Linked DNA regions of Mus musculus: region 2 is linked to region 1. The links are chromatin contacts, called in public promoter capture Hi-C maps. All regions are on one chromosome and are shown on one strand. The core of a region is the stretch at or near the end of the contact, and the rest is flanking DNA. Distances in the headings are between cores, read along the strand shown.

Region 1 (6,563 bases), core at 652-3,151:
AGTTCAAGGCCAGCCTAGTCTACAATGAATTTGAGACAAGCCAGGCTTACTGAGTGAGACCATGTCTCAAAAACCCAGTAAGATGGGCTGGAGAGCTGGCTTAGTGGTTAAGTGCATCAACTGCTCTTCCAGAGGTCCTGAGTTCAATTCCCAGAAACCACCTGGTGGCTCACAAGCATCTGTAATGGGATCTGATGCCTCCTTCTGGTGTGTCCATAGAGAGCAATGGTGTAGTCATATACATATCTTTAAAAAAAACAAAAAACAACTAAAATAAGGAAAAAGAAAACTGCCTTAACAGTCATTTCTTTATGCTTCAGTTCTCAATTAAAAAATACAGACAATACCTATCTATCTAAAAGGACTATAGTAAGTATTACATATTGTTACACACTGCACTGATGTGAACTTCAAACTATTTTGCTAATAAATACTGGGATAACTGAGGTTTTTATTTCTTTTTTGAAGCAGGATCTCATGTCTCCTAGGCTGGGCTTGAACTATAGCTCCTTCTGCCTTCACCTCCTGAGTGCTGGTATGGAGTACTACAAGTTCCCCAAGACTTAACATGTCCAGAACGCCTCTTAAGTTTTAGCTCTTCAAATTTTTTCTTTCCATGCCTTCCTAGTCTCAGACTACTGTACCCTTTGTACAGGACACTCACAATTCCTCTCTCTGTGTATATTTAGTTCTTTATTTCTGTAGGCTTTACCTTTAACATGTATCCTGTATTCATTTGCTTCCCGACCACTAAGCCCTGGTCCAAACCATTCCTTTTCTGAACACTGACTGGCAACTTCTGATTATCCTATTTTCATTTTTCATGTTTCTGCTGGATATCTAAAAATCACTAAATTAGATCATTTTGCACCTATATTGAAATGACTTCAATTTGAACTTTAAACAACCTACCTTGCCTTATAAAAGCCTCTACCTATTTCCCATCACTACTGGATTTTTTCCGCTTTCCTGAGTCCAATGTGTCTTCTGCCCCTCAGATATTCTAAGCCCCGCCCCCCAAGGTCTCCTGATTTAGTTTCTTGTACCTAGTATCTCCTCTCTATCCAAACAGGGATGGCTTTGTTTATTCTTGAATGCTACCTACTCAGAAATGATTCTGTGAACGCGACGCCTTTTGCAAGGCAGGCAAGAGTTCTACCACTGAGCCACGCCCCCCACCACCACAATTTCCCCGAATAATTTTATGAAAGTAAGAATTGATTCAATTCTAATCCTTTCTTTGAACAGGTTAATCTCCGAGTCCCTGACAAGGAAGGCAACTTGCTACAAACCAACAAGTTTGTGACAGACTTTAAACTAAAATCTTAAGTGTCTCCAGAAATGTTAAATCGGGTCTCCCGAGTTCTAAACAACGGCTCACGTTTTTATAGAGTCACAAACGGCAGTCAGAGAACCCGGATCACAGAACTTCTCGCTGAAGGTTGTCCCAGATATTCACACCCAACCCAAACCCACCCCAGAAAATCAAGTTATCCCTTAGGGTTGTGAATCGCCAAAGGGCTTCTGACACTGTTGCCCACTGGCCCCGCGTAGCCCTGTTATCTCACACCTAGCGGGACAGGCTAGCCACACCCTCACCTGAACTACAATCTGAGTGGCTACTCTTGGCCTACTACTCACCTGGCAATTCCCGCATCAGGTAGAAGGGGCCACTTCCAGCCGTCGACTTATCCGCTCCTGCGGGGGCCGAGGTTGCCGTCGAGGGCGGGGCTGCGCCTGGACCACCTCCCGGAGGAGGAGGGGGTGGCGGGGGTGGCTTTCCAGGCCCAAAGCCTAGGGCGCTTGGTGGCGGTGGGGGGTCAGTCTGAGCTCCAAACAGTGCCGTGAAGTTCTCCATAGCACTCTGCGCTCCTGGTTACCCGGGATCGGGCGTTAATTACTTTGATTGGACAGTACTTTCACAGGGTACCACCCTCTTCGTCTAAGAGTGTCCCATCATTGGATACATTAAGCCCCGCCTACCATCTTCCGGCAACTTACTTCCGTCGCCTGAGAGACTGGTTAGGAAGGTGGTTCGCAGACTAATAGCCAATAAAATGACTCAGTTAGAAAAGCGACAACGATGAGGACCAATAGACTATTTAATTCATTTTCTGATCTATTATAGCATCCAATAAGAGATCTACATCCGGGTCTGGAGGCGTTGCATCTGATATTTGGTCCAATAGAAGCCTTGCTGGTGGGGGCGGAGGACGAAGATTTGGGGAGCGGGAGTGAGCCTGCGAGAGAGTAGGCAGGAAAGATGGCTGTCCTTGCGCCTCTGATTGCTTTGGTGTACTCGGTGCCGCGGCTTTCTCGATGGCTGGCCCGACCTTATTGCCTTCTGTCTGCTCTGCTTTCCATTGCTTTCCTCCTCGTGAGGAAACTGCCACCGATTTGCAATGGTCTCCCCACGCAACGCGAAGATGGCAACCCGTGTGACTTTGACTGGGTGAGCGCCCCCTGCCTTACCAGCTCTCGACCTTGACCATCCCTGCCCTGCAGGTGCATGTGAAAATCTGGGAGCAGGTTTCGGGATGTAGCCGCCTTACAGACTGAGTGCAGAGCCTAGGCCGTTATCTAGTCATAACCTCCGTGTTTAAGATGGAGAAACAGATTACAGGGTTTCCATCACAGATGAACAGTATTCTACAGTGATTCCAAGCTACCTGGGGCGCCAGTGAAGAAAAGGCCAATAGTAGAAATACCATTAAATTTTTTTTGTTTAATTTTTAACGAAGTGATCACAGTGTAGTTAGGCGATTTCCCAAGGAAACGCAGCGTTCAGAAAGTGCTGTCTAACCTTATTCAATTCTCTGATAGACTGGCAGACGAAGGTCGCTGACTCAACAAAATAAATGACTTGGATGGAAAATCGAATACTCTGGGCATAGTAACTATGCACACTATCTTCCTGCGGTGGGATAGAAAAACAGGGAAGATTACAAAAATATGAGGTGTGGGGAGGGAGGCCCCTCAACCATCTAAGAAGCAGTATGTAAGAACAATTAACATTTGCCGTAAAGGTTGTGGACATAGAGCTAATAAATACCTATACAGGTATTTATGCTAAAATAGCAATGACCAGGACTTAAGGCCTAAAGGTATTGATATAACCTTGGGCAGGCCTCACATGTTCTGGGACTCTCAAATAAGATTAACTTTGTTTACATTAAAGATACAGTACTGTTGCCAGGCTTTGTGTTGTACCCTTTTGATCCCAGCTCTCTGGAGACAGAGGCAGGTGGACTTCTTTAAGATTGATGTAAGCCTGGTCTATATAGGATTTCTAGATCCATCAGGACTACATAGTTAGACACTAACTCAAAATGAAAGAGCACAACAGATACTCTACTTATCTCAATCCCTGTACTCTAGAGTCTTTCTTTATAAATTGCAATTCAGCCAGGTACCTCTTAAGAATTGCTCTATGATTTCATTAGGCCCTCTTACGATAATAGCTTCAAATCCCACCAATATGGTATAGATGACTATGGTAAAGAAAATGAAGTGCTTATGTTTTTCAGTCTTTCTGAACTCTTTCTCCCTTAACTCACATACTTAAGACTTGAGTGCCAGCTTGACCTATGAAAAACAAAACATCATAGCCTCAGCTATATATCAAGATCCTTTCTCATAATCAAATGACAAAAAAGAAGGCCTGCACTTGAGAGGCTGAGGTGGGAGGAGCACTGAGAGTTTGAAAGAAGAACTGACTTCTGCATGTTGTCCTCTATCTTCCCCATGTATGCTGTAGCACATGCATGAGGGTGTACACACACACACACACACACACACAAACTGTCAAAGAAAGAAAACCAGTGGGGCGTGGTTATCCACCCCAATAATCCTACTGTACAGACTAAAGCAGGAGAAGTTGCCTGGGCAAGATAGTGAGACCAAGTCTCAAGGACAGAAGGAGGGATGGAGGAAAAAAAAGAGAAAACCCAAAGGCCATGGATTTGTTGAACGATACCAGCCATTTGCCAAGGGTAACCCCTTTGACTTGTTGGTACCACTACCCCCCAACCTGCTCCACTTGTGTCTCTGTCTTACTGACTCAAGCTGGGTCTCGTTTTACATTTCATAGTTTGCCCCCTGTCCCGTCAGCCCGGCTCACTGCTTTGTTGTTGTATATCTTCCAGAGAGAAGTGGAGATCCTGATGTTCCTCAGTGCCATTGTGATGATGAAGAACCGCAGATCCAGTAAGTTTTGCTGCTGTGGACTGGCTGGGGGTTGGGACTCATGCCCTGCTGAGGCTCCTTTGTAGTGTTATAGGAGGAACGGTGTATTTAGTAAACTCGATCCACATTTCATGCCGGGGGAGTTTCACCTTGGGCTTCTAGATCCTCTCCCTCCTGTTCCCACTTCAAAGAAGCCCAGGAAGAGGGCCAAAGAGTGGGAGCTTCAGCCCAGCCTGACTGTGCTCTCTCTGTGTTCCAGTCACTGTGGAGCAACATGTAGGCAACATCTTTATGTTTAGTAAAGTGGCCAACGCCATCCTTTTCTTCCGACTGGATATTCGAATGGGTCTGCTATACCTCACACTCTGCATAGGTGAGAAAATGGCTTTTATTATGCTAAGGTTCTACAATGTAATCATTTGAAATAGTAAAGTTCTTTGATAAAGGTTTGATTTTTGAGGACCAGATTCCGATCCTTATCTTGCACCTAATGAACTGTATGTGTAGCTCAGGTGGTGTTGACTTAGACAGGGTTTTAAGAGGAATATGTGCACGTATGTGTTCTTCAATGACTGAAATTGCAAATAAATCTGTAACAGGCCTTGTTATCTTTTAACATTTTCTCTCTGTGTTCAGTGTTCCTGATGACCTGCAAGCCCCCGCTGTACATGGGTCCTGAGTATATCAAGTACTTCAATGATAAAACCATTGATGTGAGTATTCTACTTTCTGTTTCTTGGTTCCTGCTTTGTGTTCTTTATTCATAAAGACAGTGCCTCAGGGTAGAAGTAAATCGCTGGGGTTGGTGATGGGTGATTGTTATCCTCATACTTGGGAGGCGGAGGAAGGATTACTGGGTAGGGTTGGTCTGGTGCCGCCTGTATTCAAACACTAAATTCTATACCCCAAGATAAGGTGGCTCCAGACTAGTGGATCCGCATGTACCAGCCTTTGTTGTATAAACCTTGCTTCCCAATTTAAACTAGCGGTTAAGTAAAATTAGCGACAGCCAATAAGGCGGGAGGTGGGGAGGGGATCGAGTTTGAGTTACCAGATTTGGGGGTCACAGGTAGGGACCACGAGGAGAAGGAGCACGTAGAAGGCAAAGAGGGAGAGGACAGGAGGTCTCTCTGAGTTATGACCAGCCCTGCCTAGGACACCAGACTGCTGGAGCAGAAAAAGCTCAGAGAATCAGCAAACAGCAAGTATTTGGGGAGCATAATTGGGGCAGTAGCCAAACTAGCATGAGAGATTTAGATTGGGGTATCCCCCAGTGATTGTGCAGAACCTGATAAATATCATATTATTTATGTCTCATTTTTTGAAGCCAGATGGACATAAGTTTAATTGTATTATTCTACATTGCTGCAAGGTTTTTTTGTTTCTTTGTTTTGTATGTTTATTTTGTTTTTTTTTGAGATAGGGTTTCTCTGGGTAGTCCTGGCTATCCTGGAACTTCCTCCATAGACCAAGCTGACCTCAAATCAGAGATCCTTTTGCCTCTGCCTACCAAATGCTGGAGTTAAAGGCCTGCCTAGTGGGTTGGTGCAGGTTTGAGGAAGTGTAGGCTACACAGTGAGTTCTAGAGCAGTTCCAGCTCTGTAGGAAACCTCTGTCTCAGGAAAGACTGCCAGGCCGGTGAGATGGGCTTCATCAAGTAAGGATGTTTGCTGCACAAGCCCTGACAGCCTGAAACTTGGTGGCTGGAACCCAGGTAGAAGTACAGTTTGAGAATCAGCTGCACAGGTTTGTCCTCTGGCCTCCTTAAGTGCACCGTGGTGCGCATACATACGCGCGCGCACACACACAAATAATAATTAAAAAATAAACTGAAAAAAAAGTCCTTGCTGCTAAGCCTCAATCTTCAGGCTAGAAGGAGAAAACTGACTGAAGCGGGCAGTGGCACACATGCCTACACTCACACAATAAATACAATCAATTCTCTTTTTTTTTTAGTTATTAAAAAAAAAAGAAAGAAAGAAAAAAAGATTGCTGGGTGGTGGTGGCGCACGCCTTTAATCCCAGCACTCACTCGCAAGGCAGAGGCAGGCAGATTTCTGAGTTCAAGGACATCCTGGTCTACAGAGTGAGTTCCAGGACAGCCAGAGCTACACAGAGAAACCCTGTCTCGAAAAACCAAATAAATACATAAACAAACAAACAAACAAACAAACAAACAAAATACAAAAAAAAAATTGATGGCCATTACAGCTGGGAAATTCCAGCTCCTGATTAATAATATTTTACAAATACTTATTTTAATTCCCCCCACCTTTTCCCCTCCCCCGAAAAAGTGGTGTTTTTTTTTTTTTTTTTTTTTTCTTTTTTTGTGGTAAAGTGAGTGCCTCGGATGTATTAGGCACTGGATTCAATCCCTG
Region 2 (6,665 bases), core at 1,586-4,085, 260 kb before region 1:
TTGTAAAGATAGATAACAAATAGAAAGCAGAAGTTCAGGGGCTCAGCGGATAAGAGCGCTGACTGCTCTTCCAGAGATCCTGAGTTCAAATCCCAGCAACCACATGGTGGCTCACAACCATCTGCAATGGGATCTAACGCCCTCTTCTGGTGTGTCTGAAGACAACTACATTGTACTCACATATAATAAATAAATAAATCTAAAAAGAAGAAGAAGAAGAAGGAGGAGGAAGAGGAGGAGGAGGAGGAGGAGGAGGAGGAGGAAGAAGAAAGCCGAAGTTAATCCCAGAACTCAGGAGGCAGAGGCAGGCAGATTTCTGAGTTCTGGTCTAAAAGTGAGTTCCAGGACAGCCAGGGCTATACAGAGAAACCCTGTCTCAAAAAAACAAAAAAACAAATAGAAAGAAAGAAAGAAAAGAAAAAAAGAAAGAAAGCAGAAGTTCAAAAGACACGTGGCAGAGAAGAAACTACAGGAAACAAAATTCGAGTTTCTGTGTAAGGACTTATTCTCCCCAAAGCTTAAGTGTAAGGAATTTGCTTTACTCTCTACTTTCCTTTTCTCTTTCTTTGCCTCACCACATATCTGCTCCTACATGGGCTGTATTGGGACTTAGCAGACCTGCTTATCAATGAACCTAGCCATGGACACTACTGTAATCAGGAGGCAACAGAACCCTGTAAAAGAGCACGAGGTCTCTGACTCATTTGCAGGGGAAACTCCCAGTGTAAGAGGCTCCTGACTAATTAGAGGGCACCTGAAATTTCACCATTGGGTGGGACAACTCAGAAAATGATAAGCAGCAGAGAATGAAGGCAAAGCCTGAGCCACCTAGATGTGAGGCCCTGCCAGAAAAGAGACTGGGGATTCAAGGAACAAGGAAAGCAGATGGTATCGACTATACATTGTTAATTTTGAAACCCTGGCCTCTCAGGAAGTTGAGCATATAACAGGATAGGACACTACAGGGGAAGGTGCAAAGGGAAAGGAAGCCAGCAGTAGGAAGAGGGTGGTGCTAAGGACGGTGACCCTGCTGCTGGGGCAGGGTTTGCCTCTAAGCCAGACTGCTGCCTCACCACTATCTGGTCTCCCACACACCACTCCCTCTCCCTTGCTTCTGCCCAGGCTTACATGGCTATCAGGCGGGCCACAGTAGTCTTGAAGCGGTCAAAGATGTAGCCAGTGGGAAAGGTCATGAAGTTATTCATGAAGGATGCCAGGGTAAAGATGAGTGAGAACTTCTCATCCTGCGCTTTTAAATCTGGGAGAGAAAAGCTCTTAGGAACCCTGATTATGTGAGACAGAATCTGACGCACCCCAACCTTCCTGCCAGGTCAGTGCCCAGACCAGACTCCCCTCTACCTTGAACAACTTTGCTGACCAGAAAGCTACCAAGGTGCATTAAAATATATTGGTCTCTAAAGGTCCCCCTCTAAAACCAGGTGCTTCCTTCCCCATTTGATAGCCTCCACATAAGGGGTGAGAGGGGGCTGACAGTCCCCCCCCCCCATGGAAAGGCTGGCAGGGTGGGTAAAGCACAGAGACCTTCCTATTCTTTCCCAACTCCCAGGAACCAAGCACAGCTTCCTATGAAAAAGCCATCTTTGTCCTTACCAGAAGGCCCTGTTACATTGCTCTGGAGCAAGCAGTCCTGTTCACAGGGCTCTGAAAAGTAGTTTTCTGCTTTGAACACAAACAACAGTGAAGTCCAGCCAAAGAGGACACCAGCAAAACCGATGCATTCCAAGAGTCCAGTCAACAAGGTGGCCAAGTAAAGGGGCAAGCCCTTGCTTGCCATGGTCTGAGGTGAAGTGAGTCCACAAATCCTGTCCTGAGCTTCAGAGAGGACCACTGGTAGTGATGTGTGGGAAATTCCTTTGGCAAGCTCTCGACTTCAATGAGCCCTCTTGTTCCAGCTGTCTCTGGGTTGAGCAAGAAACGCCATGGAATAACCATGGAGCCTGGAAAATGAGGCAGAAGTAGCCTGGTACAGGAAGCTTGGGAAAAAGACACCGAGGGAAAGGGGTCCTCAGGAGAAAGGCCGTGAGGATTTGGAAAATAAAAACTTTCATACATGACCAGCGAATGCGGTTGAGCCATAGAATGTTATCTAGAATTCATTCCCAAACATGGAAAAACAAAAACAACGCCCACGCACCCCCAACACCCACCCCCCGCCAAAATACCGTCCATACATCCTTTCATTCACAGAACCCGCGAAACTACCCATGGGTAAGAAGATAAGGCAGGTCTCAATGGCAACACATGCCACATAGGAAAAAAAACACACACACACACACACATCCTGCCTAATGTTTGGGGACATCACAAGCAGAGGTAGGAGCTCCCCTCCCACCCCCCCAGAACCCCCGACTTGAAAGCCTGAATACAGTCCACCAGAGGAGCAGCCACCCTGAGCCATTCGAAGGCCTGACAAATAAATGTTCGGTCTACAGCGGGAACTCTTCAGTGCGGCAAAAACAAAAACTTCCGAAGGTTTTCTGAACTTGCCCCAAGGTCTCACGGCTACTTGGTCACTATGAAAAATATCCCAACAAGAGCCTTGTCTCGGACCACAATTCCCATCCCCCACCCCCACCCACCCTCCCGCTGCCTCTACCGACAGTCACTAACTTCCACCAGGCAAGAGGTCGCGCTCCAGCCGGCAGCAACTCTCTCCCGGATCTCTGTCGCCGCAGCCTCGCCGCCACCAGGCTACCGCCTTCCACTACCCTCCGCCCAGAGCCTCCCTGTCGAGCTTTGCCCGGCTCGGCTCTGCTCTGCTCAGCCAGACCCAGCCCAGCTCGGCCAGACCCGGCCAGTATCCTTCCAGTCCTACCCGCGATGGGCCGGTTTCCCGCTCTCATGGCCCCTCCTAGTCCTCTGCCTCAGGTTGGCCGCCTCCTGCTTGTCTCCTCCAGTAAGAGCTTGGGACCCTCCCCTGTCTCCACCACTTCCTTCTTTGCAATTTGCTAAACACATGAAACTCAAGAAGAATGAAGACTGAAGTGTGGACACTATGCCCCTCCTTAGAAGTGGGAACAAAACACCCATGGAAGGAGTTACAGAGACAAAGTTTGGAGCTGAGATGAAAGGATGGACCATGTAGAGACTGCCATATCCAGGGATCCAACCCATAATCAGCATCCAAACGCTGACACCATTGCATACACTAGCAAGATTTTATCAAAAGGACCCAGATGTAGCTGTCTCTTGTGAGACTATGCCGGGGCCTAGCAAACACAGAAGTGGATGCTCACAGTCAGCTAATGGATGGATCACAGGGCTCCCAATGGAGGAGCTAGAGAAAGTACCCAAGGAGCTAAAGGGATCTGCAACCCTATAGGTGGAACAACATTATGAACTAACCAGTAACCCGGAGCTCTTGACTCTAGCTGCATATGTATCAAAAGATGGCCTAGTCGGCCATCACTGGAAAGAGAGGCCCATTGGACACGCAAACTGTATATGCCCCAGTACAGGGGAACGCCAGGGCCAAAAAAATGGGAATGGGTGGGTAGGGAAGTGGGGGGAGGGTATGGGGGACTTTTGGGATAGCATTGGAAATGTAATTGAGGAAAATATGTAATAAAAAAAATAAATAATAAAAAAAAAAAGAAAATAGCTGGCATAACCTGAGGCAAGGGAACAAGTTATCTCCTCCAAACATCACTTACATATACCAGAGACTGGGATTTCCTCAGACAAAGCTTTTAAGCGACATTTGCCAACTTGTAAAATAAAAGAGTCTCTTTCAAAAAAAAAAAAGCCGGGTGTGGTGGCACACACCTTTAATCCCACCCAGGAGGCAGAGGCAGTCGGATTTCTGAGTTCAAGGCCAGCCTAGTCTACAAAGTGAGTTCCAGGACAGCCAAGGCTATACAGAGAAACCCTGTCTGGAAAAACCAAAAAACAAACAAACAAACAAACAAAAACTGTCAATTGGTTGGGTGCAAATATCTGCATCTGACTCTTTCAGCTGCTTGGTTGGGTCTTTCAGAGGGCAGTCGGAGGGTGGATAAAATCTGGAGTTTAAAATTAATTTAATTAATTAATTAAAAAAAAAAAACTCTTCTTTTTTCCTATCCCAACAGTTGTCTAGGATTCAGACAGGGTCTTTTTTGCTCTCTTTTGACTGACTTTAAGCTTTAGGTAATCCTGCCTCAGCTGCCCTAACTAAGCTTGTTTTAACACAGTTCCAGGCGCTGGGCCAGACATAGGGATCAAAAGCAACTGCATGTGGATGCCATTGTGTTTCCGCATTACCTTGCCCCCTCGGGTGGGCACCATACAAACTGTTTCCCACTTGCTCATCACTCGCTCCCCACCTCACGTTTATCCCCAGAGCTGCCAAGAAAACCCCACCATAAAAATCATGAAGCTGGAATCAGGACAGAGGTGCTTATCAGGAACCATCACTGGAGGGGGCCTTGCCTTTCCCCTCTAAGGATCCTTTTCACTGTTCCCCCCGCCCCTGCTGAAACCCCCAGCCCAGGCTCCGAGAGAGCCTTCCTGCCAGACTGCATTGATTAACTATTCATTCACCATCCCATTTTTTATTAATCAAAGACATTTATAATTGCCCATCGGAGCTTGTGATCAGCATGAAATAGCTGGCCTAACCAGCTGTGCTGCTCTCCAGCCCAGAGCAAATGAGCCAATGTCTTCCTTGCCTGAACCACAGTTCTCCTTGGAGAGAGAGCTGCCTTTTTGCATTAGATGCCCAGCTTCCTGGCTCGGCCCTCTTTCTACAGGGAGATGGTGGGAAGGCAAGCACCAGGAAGTGAGGTCCCGATCACCACCCAAACAAAGTATCAAAAAAGACTATTCAAGTGACTTACTGCAGAGGGAGAGACCACAGACCCACTAGCTGCCCCACTAAAACGGGTTCAAAGCACCTTAGTTATAGGAGCTGTCCTCAAAGTGAAGTCCACCTGGAGCGGATTCAGCAGGCTAGGTGAGATTTCCAATTTGTAGTTATCTGGGCCAGAGAGGGAGTTTAGTGGAGAATCCTGAAAGGACTTTGCCCCAAGATCATGCCTCACAGCCCAAACTGCCAACTCCCAAACCTCTGCTCTTAACTGCTCTTAACTTCTCCAGTCTTAACACCAGATATTGAGACATTGCAGAAAACATGTCCTTTCTTTAGAAATTAAAAAGTAAATTAAATTAGAAAGGGGGGAGGGTGACGATGGGGAACTAAAAATACAAGACGAGACAAAAGGGAAACACAGAGCCAGATTTTCCGTTTTCCTGCAAGTCACTGCTGTGCATGCAAGCCCAGCCTCAGCCCCGGGCTCATGTGTTGCTCTCCTGAGGACCTGGTGGATAAGGAACTGGAAAGAGCAAAGGAAGAAGAGAAAAGGTCAAAGCCAAGATAAAGAGAATTTAGAATGCAAATCAGCAGGAGCAGTCAGGAGAGTACAGCTCTGGAGCCGCCAGAGCGCAGGACTCAGGATAAGCCAGCCTAGACTTAAGTAGCTCCTCTCTCCCAAGTGGTAGGATCCTCACCCTATACCCCACTTGACTGCAGAAGGCACTGCCTCTAGTAACAGGACAGGCCTATGGACACTGTCAAGTGCAAATCTTAGACTATACTAAGTCCTTAGTCCTATGGGGGTTTTTTTCACATTTTTATTGGATATTTTCTTTATTTACATTTAAATTTTTTCCCCTTTCCAGGTCTCCCCTTCAGAAGCCCTCTATCCCATCCCCCTCCCCCTGCCTCTATGAGGCCCCAACTCCTGTCTTCCGGCCCTGGCACTCCTCTAAACTGGGGCATCGAACACCCGCAGGCCCAAGGGCCTCTCTTCCCACTGATGTCCAACACGGTCATCCTCTGCCACATATGCAGCCAGAGCCATGGGTCCCTCCATATATACTCTTTGGCTAGTGGTCCAGTCCCCAGGATCTGGGTGGGGGGTGGGGGGGTTACTTAGTCCTATTTGCTTCGGTTCCTGCAGCTAATAGAGTCAGGTGCTGTTCTGATTGGTCTATAGCTTCTCACCAATGTGGATTTTCTTGTAACATCAGAGTGGTTATAATGAGGTCTGACTTGAGCGCCAACATCCCCAACCTTTCTCTCTTCATCTCCTTTCCTTTTACCCCATTCCGTTGTTGTTGTTATCAGTTGCTTGGTTCAATGAATACAAAGTATCAGGCTCTGTGCCAGGTGCTGGGATTCAGGAGCTCCGGTGCCTTCCCTCAAGCTGCTTTTCTCAAGCCCAGGAGGCAAAAGGAGCGGATTGCTAGAGTGAGAGAATGTTCTTCCAGGCAGAGTCCAGCCTAACACTTTCAACCAACAATATGGGGCCAGTGCAGAGCCTAGAAAAAGCAATATCATTCTGGAGCCAAGACATTCACTGGCAAGGGCAGTGGCAAGAGTTAGGCCAGAGCAGGTACCTGGATGAAGGTATTTGAACTGTAAGACCCCCCCCCCCACAAAGCTGGGCCTCCGCTCAAGTCCCGGGATGAGCTGGCCAGCAACCAAATGACTCGAGAGAAAACCACACCTGATACAAACTGCAAGAGGTTTTATTATCAGCTAGCTGAGTTCGAACCCGAGCGGTGACAGTAGGGGGCTTTTAACAGCTAGCTGAGGAATTGGGAGGAGTTGGGAGGAGGGTTGGAAGGAGTTGGGAGGAGGGTTGGAAGGAGTTGGGAGGAGT

What was found. Capture Hi-C pulls out chosen DNA fragments and counts their contacts.
Region 2: a contact with region 1 is called in a promoter capture Hi-C map of liver. The contact joins the promoter of Slc43a3 here to the promoter of Med19 in region 1. A contact is called at or near these places in 2 of 39 promoter capture datasets (erythroid cells and pre-B cells), 1 of 484 Hi-C or Micro-C datasets (erythroblasts), 1 of 115 datasets of contacts at active chromatin or transcription factors (effector CD8 T cells) and 1 of 9 other capture datasets (liver).

What each region holds. Positions count from the first base shown.
Region 1 is chr2:84,673,740-84,680,302 of GRCm38.p6, reverse strand. It overlaps Med19 (mediator complex subunit 19), which reads right to left and starts at 1,901. Exons shown (of 5, transcript NM_025885.3): 1 at 1,642-1,901. The coding sequence starts at 1,858. It overlaps Tmx2 (thioredoxin-related transmembrane protein 2), which reads left to right and starts at 1,475. Exons shown (of 9, transcript NM_025868.4): 1 at 1,475-1,660; 2 at 2,129-2,452; 3 at 4,146-4,206; 4 at 4,445-4,558; 5 at 4,822-4,898. The coding sequence starts at 2,264.
Region 2 is chr2:84,932,816-84,939,480 of GRCm38.p6, reverse strand. Slc43a3 (solute carrier family 43, member 3) reads right to left here and starts at 2,835. Exons shown (of 13, transcript NM_021398.3): 1 at 2,632-2,835; 2 at 1,612-1,958; 3 at 1,129-1,258. The coding sequence starts at 1,795.